2 separate regions of the Sus scrofa genome follow, and region 1 is linked to region 2. Evidence: chromatin contacts called from public Hi-C data. All regions are on one chromosome and are shown on one strand. The core of a region is the stretch at or near the end of the contact, and the rest is flanking DNA. Distances in the headings are between cores, read along the strand shown.

Region 1 (2,975 bases), core at 238-2,737, 560 kb before region 2:
TCAGAGCTGTAGCTGCCCGCCTATGCCACGGCCATAGCAACATGGGATGTGAGCTGCATTTGTGACCTACGCCACAGTTCACAGCAGTGACAGATCCTTAACCCACAGAGCAGGGCCAGGGATCAAACCTGTGTCTTCATGAATACTAGTTGGGTTTGTGACCACTGAGTCATGATGGGAACTCCCTGTTATTTAGTTTAAAAAATTTAAATGCTTTTCTATTGAAACTTCTGTTGGCTCTGCCGCTGCATTCTGCGATGACACAGTTACTTACTGAGCCTGGGTTGCATCCCAGGGCTGTAAACATTCTTCTCTCTCTCTCTCTCTCTCTCTTTTTTTTTTTTTTTTTTTTTTTGTTGTTGTTGCCTTTTTAGGGCCACACCCAAGGCATATGGAGATTCCCAGGCTAGGGGTCTAATTGGAGCTACAGCTGCTGGCCACAGCAGCACCAGATCCGAGCTGTGTCTGCGACATACACCACAGCTTATGGCAGCGCTGGATCCTTAACCTCCTGAGCGAGGCCAGGGATCAAACCTGCCACTTCATAGTTTCTAGTCAGATTCGTTTCTGCTGCGCCATTGATGGGAACTCCTCCAAAAACGTCTTTTAAATTTTTTTTTTTTTGTCTTTTGTCCTTTTTAGGGCCACTCCCGTGGCATATGGAGGTTCCCAGGCTAGGGGTCTAATTGGAGCTGTTGCTGCCAGCCTACGCCAGAGCCACAGCAACGCCAGATCCAAGCCGTGTCTGCGACCTACACCATAACTCAAGGCAATGCTGGATCCTTAACCCACTGAGCAAGGCCAGGGATGGAACCTGAAACCTCATGGTTCCTAGTCAGATTCGTTTCTGCTGCGCCATGATGGGAACGCCTAAAAAAATTTGAAAAATACATATCTTTATGTGCAGATAAAGATTTACAGAAGAGAATATCTCAGTGTCAGAAATCTATCATTGCATTAATTAGGTAACAATGAAAGTTCACAATGTCTAAAAAGTTGATGGTAAAAAATACTGAGAAGCTGAATATTAAAGATGATTTCTGTAATTGATCCAAATGCTGTATTGATTAGATGATTTTATCACAGCAATGTGTATAGAAACAAAACATATGATAGTGAATGATGTTCTTCAATATATGTTATTGGTGTTTTAAAAATTTTGGTGAGAACAATTAATGTGAAATCATCTACCCTCTTAACAGATTTTAAGTGCACACTACAGTATTATTAAATGTAGGTACAGTACTATACAGCAGAGCTCTAGAACATATTTATCTTGCTAGCTCAAACTTCATCCTGTTGAACAGCAACTCCCGTTGCACCCAGCCCCTCATGACCATCATCCTGCTGTTTCCATGAATCTGACTGTTTAGATTCCTATCTAAGATAATCATGCAGTATTTATCCTGTGACTGGCTTACTTCATTTATCGTAATGTCCTCCAGGCTCACCCATGCCGTTGCATATGGGAGGATTTCTTTCTTTTTAAAGGCTGAGTAATACACCATTTGCATGTATGAGTCACATTTTCTTATTGTAAAGAAATAGAGGGGAACTAACTCAATAAAAAACAGAAACCATTTATGCATTAAGATGATAGTGGAGTTCCCTGTTGTGGCTCAGCAGGTTTTAAGGACCTGATGTTGTCTCTGTGAGGATGCAGGTTCGATTTCTGGCCTCACCCAGTGGGTAAAAGATCCAGTGTTGCTGTAAGCAGTGGTGAAGGTCACAGATGCAACTTGGATCCAGCGTTGCCAAGACTGTGGCACAGGTCACAGCTACAGTTCCAGTTCGACCCCTAGCCTGGAAACTTCCATATGCTGCAGGTACAGCTGTTAAAAAAGAAGAAGAAAAAAAAAAAAAAAAGAAAAGAAAAGAAAAAGAAAAGAAGGGGAAAAAAATGATGGTATTCTGGGTGAGTTTTTACTTTTTATATAGCAAGTTACTCATGTATCTATGTATCTTATAGTTACTGTAGCTGTTAGGGATCCCCCATTCAAGATAAATAACTGGGGAGTACAGGTTCCTAAGTGGAGGACCTCTGAAATAATGTTCAGGAAGTTTTATCCAGTGTGATTCAGTTGCTTTGTGCTCAGGTGTCATTAGTAACCCGTTAAACACAGCCTCAGTTACTCAATCCCAGGTCCCCAGCTCTCTCTGTTCCCAGATACTCTCAGCTACCATTCCCACCAGTTCTGAGGTTAAACTAGACACAGAGTCTTAGACTTGAAAAGGGCACTTTTGGTCCATCTCCTTTATTTAATAGATGAGAATGCTGATCTTTGGAAAGAAGAGGTAATGCTTTTTGAAACTGGTTGGAATTTATACTTGAAGTGGAAGAAGAAATGGCAAATGTATTCTACATTGGGTTCAGCATTGAGAAGTTAAATACATCATATTGCTGCTCTCAGAAATAGTATGTAAAGAAATAATGTGTAGTAATCGAGCTGTCCAAGTTCTTTATCATGTGCAACAACACAATTCCTTTTATCAGGTACTGCTAATTTAATTTTGAAAACTGAAAGTGGAGTTGGATGAATTGGTTGTGACTTTCGCTTCCTTTTTCTTTTGCTTCTTTCTCTCACAACTTATTTTGCATCTTGGACTGATCTTCAAACATTGTTTTTATCATATTACTCCCTCTCTTTCCCCAAAGTGAACCTATGGGACTCTTTACTACAGTGTGTTACTATAGAGTCAAGTTTGATTTCTGTCTGATTTATTCCTGGTCCTCAACCTTTATTTAATATTTAACTGTCTTTTCAGTTATGTTTTCTATTACTTTCTCTCCCTGAAATCTTTTGCTTCAGTAAAGTCATGCTTCATATCATTTTGATCCTGAATACCTTTTCCTCTGCTATTTTGCCTGCTCAGCCTTTAGTTGTTCTCTCTTTAAAATCTCCTAACTACGCTCAGTGACCCCGATAACGCTTCCTTCTGTATTTCTAAAAAAAGCAAAAAAACATGGGTTGGGA
Region 2 (3,029 bases), core at 41-2,540:
ACCTCCATACTGTTTTCCATAGTGGCTGCACCAAGTCATATTCCCACAAACTGTGCACAAGATGTTCCCTCTTCTCCACATCCTCACCAACCCTTGCAGGTCTTGTCTCTTGGGTGATAGATATTGGAACAGGTGTGGGGTGATAGCTCATTGTGGTTTAGATTTGTGTTTCCCTGCTGGCTAGTGATGTTGAGCACCTTTTCATGTACCTGCTGGCCATCTGTATGTCTTCTTTGGAAAAATGTCTGGTCAGATCCTCTGCCCATTTTTTAATTGAATTCTTGGTTAACATCTTTTGTTTTGGCAACGGTGGTCCTGTCCAGGAGGCCAAAGTTGCTCAGCCAGAGGCCTCCATCCCAGGATGCTCATCCTTAGGCAAAGTGCCTGTTTGCTGCTGGCAGAACCAAGCCTTATCTCCAGCACCCTTTGGTTCAACTGACCATTTGTTCGTGAACAATTTGGGGGGTTATATTCTAAGTGCCAATGACAGTGCCAGTGTTAATTTTCTGTCTCCCTTGCTGCATCCCTGTGTTTAGCATGGTGCTGGCACTCAGGAAATACCTAACTAGGGTATGAACAAATGACAGGAAAGGAGAAAGGGGTTCAGGGCTGTGGATGAGGGGAGCAGACATGTGGCTGCAAGCTGTTGCCTGTCTTAGAGATGCCAGCCCCATCCCTTCCTGAGGTTTCCTTGGTCCCTGTGTCTTAATACATCTCCCAGGTTGGGTTAAGCCTTGGGAAAGAAGCTGAATTAAGCATGAAACTTCCTTCACTGCCTGAGTACCTGGCAGAGCTGTGCCAATTAGCTGATTGCCAGAGTGAAAGGTGTTTATCCTTGCTGGACTCCTCCGGTATTCTGAAAAGCTGAGGCTTGGTGAGGTTTCATGGATAGAGGGAGACAGAGGAATAGGAAGTGAAAGGGTAGAGTCAGAGCCAAGTAGTATGTACCTAGATCTCATTCCATGCGGGCCATTCTAGGAGGCCCTAGACATTCAGTGCTTAAAATAATCAGGCCCTGCTTTAAAGGAGCTTAGAGTCTAGAGCAGGGACTAGCTTTGGCCCACAGATTGTCCTTGTAAATAAATTTTTATTGGAACACAGCCATGCTCATTCATTTGAGTATTTTTTTATGCCTGCTTTCACCCAACGGCAGCATTAAGTATTTACAGCAGGGACTATATGTGGCCCACAAATTTTAGGCCCACAATCTGCCCTCTATAGAAGTTTGCCAGCCTCTGGCATGGAGCCCCAGCAGATGTGCAGTCAGAAAGAGAAGCAGAGAAGAGAGGAGGAAGTGAGAGTACACGCAACCAGAAAACTGGGAGAGAACAGGAGACACCCGCCCATGCAGTGTGACGCGGGAGGGTGGAAGTTCCTTAAATATCTCCACTTGGCATCTTTTGCCAGGATGAAACTCCACCACCTGGAGCTGTTCCTTTGGGAAGAGCATTGCTTTCAAATACCCCCCTGGGGAGGGTCTTTGATCCTCACCCCATACCGCAATTGTGGATTAGTTGATGAGATCTTGCAGGAGGAGACAAGGCTGCCAGAGATTTCCAGAGGCCTGGAAGAAGGGAGAGGGAAAGCCAGATGCACTGGACGCAAAAGCAAATGTGCTGTCATCAGAGATAAGCTGGTGCTGGCAAGTGTCACTGAGCCACTGTGGGGCTTTGGAAAGGCGGGATCACATTTGTGACTTAGGGGTCATTTGCCTCCTAAGAGCCGAGCTGCACTTCCTTCTCCCACCTCTGCCCTTGGAGAGCGCCTGCCTGGTGAGCATGCAGGCCTATGGATACCCAGGTCTGTGCACACATGTGTATGCCCTGGGCACTGGTGTGCATCAGGGATGGATCCATATTTTATTTAGGGTTTAAGTTTATACAATTTGGGGGAGCCCCTTTAAGACAAAGATTTCAAAATCATTAAGACGAATTTAGGTACACATGTATTTCAGTTTTTAAAGAGCACATTTTTTAAAAACTGAAGAATACCAGAAATATCACAAGAGCTAGACAATTCACACATATTTCATTAACTCCCTGATACCATTGGAAATGCATTTTTTTTTTTTCAGATTGCATCTGTGGCACATGGAAGTTCCCAAGGCTAGGGGTCAAATCGGAGCTGCAGCTGAGGCCTATGCCACAGCCACAGCCATACCAGATCCAAGCCACATATACAACCTAGGCCACGGCTTGTGGCAACACTGTATCCTTAACACACTGAGCAAGGCCAGGGATTGAACCTGCATCCTCACAGACACTATGTTAGATTCTTAACCCACTGAGCCACAATGGGAACTCCCAGAAATGCATTTTCTACTCTTCTTTTTTTTGGGGGGGGTGCTGTATACTCCTTGACAGCCTCTTCATATATGCAGGATTTTTAGAATAGTTGCTATACAGAGAAAAGAAAGATAAACCAGTCTTTTTGTCTGGCAAGGTAATTGCAGTTTGCTTTTATTGAGTTAGGGGAGTTCTCATTGTGGCTCAGCAGGTTAAGCACCCAACATAGTATCTGTGAGGATTCGAGTTTGATCCCTGGCCTCACTCAGTGGGTTAAGGTTCTGGCACTGCTGCAAGTCTGTGGCATAGGTCGAAGATGTGGCTTGGATCTGGCATGGCTGGACTGTGGTGTGGCCAGCAGCTGTAGTTCCAATTCAACCTCTAGCCCAGGAACTTCCATGTGCTGCAGGCACAGCTGTAAAAAAAACAAAACAAAACAACAAAAAAAGTTAGGCTGAATAAAACATGACTTTATGGAGATATTTTGCTCCTCCTATGGACACAGGAGTTCTGATCAACTCTATTTTGTGTTCTTCTTCTCACAAAGGAAGAAAAATATACAGTGTACTTGGAGTGATATATGTTGCACATCTGGGCATGCGCTGCATTATCAAACATATGCCCAAGTGGAGAAAAAACTGTTTGTGACGAGGTGTCAATGAGGACTGAATCCAACTCTAATACTACATATCTGATGAATAGAAGAATCTTGCATTTCCACTTCTAAGACTAACTTCTGGGTCT

The links. Hi-C and Micro-C count contacts between places; a contact is called where the count stands out from the background.
Region 1: a contact with region 2 is called in a Hi-C map of alveolar macrophages, with 4 times the contacts expected there. The contact joins two enhancer-like sites. A contact is called at or near these places in 9 of 47 Hi-C or Micro-C datasets (alveolar macrophages, brain, embryonic fibroblasts and 6 more).

The regions. Positions count from the first base shown.
Region 1 is chr13:67,796,538-67,799,512 of Sscrofa11.1, reverse strand. All of the region lies in intron 2 of VGLL4 (transcription cofactor vestigial-like protein 4), which reads left to right. Among named protein-coding and RNA genes, the nearest start is that of VGLL4, 75 kb to the left of the region's middle. Within about 2 kb of position 1,487, at least 3 of the 83 cell types and tissues checked have an H3K27ac peak or open chromatin away from gene starts, as enhancers often do. A contact at or near this core is called in alveolar macrophages, where this site is marked.
Region 2 is chr13:67,238,837-67,241,865 of Sscrofa11.1, reverse strand. The region is part of intron 1 of HRH1 (histamine H1 receptor); the gene reads right to left. Among named protein-coding and RNA genes, the nearest start is that of HRH1, 31 kb to the right of the region's middle. Within about 2 kb of position 1,290, at least 8 of the 83 cell types and tissues checked have an H3K27ac peak or open chromatin away from gene starts, as enhancers often do. A contact at or near this core is called in alveolar macrophages, where this site is marked.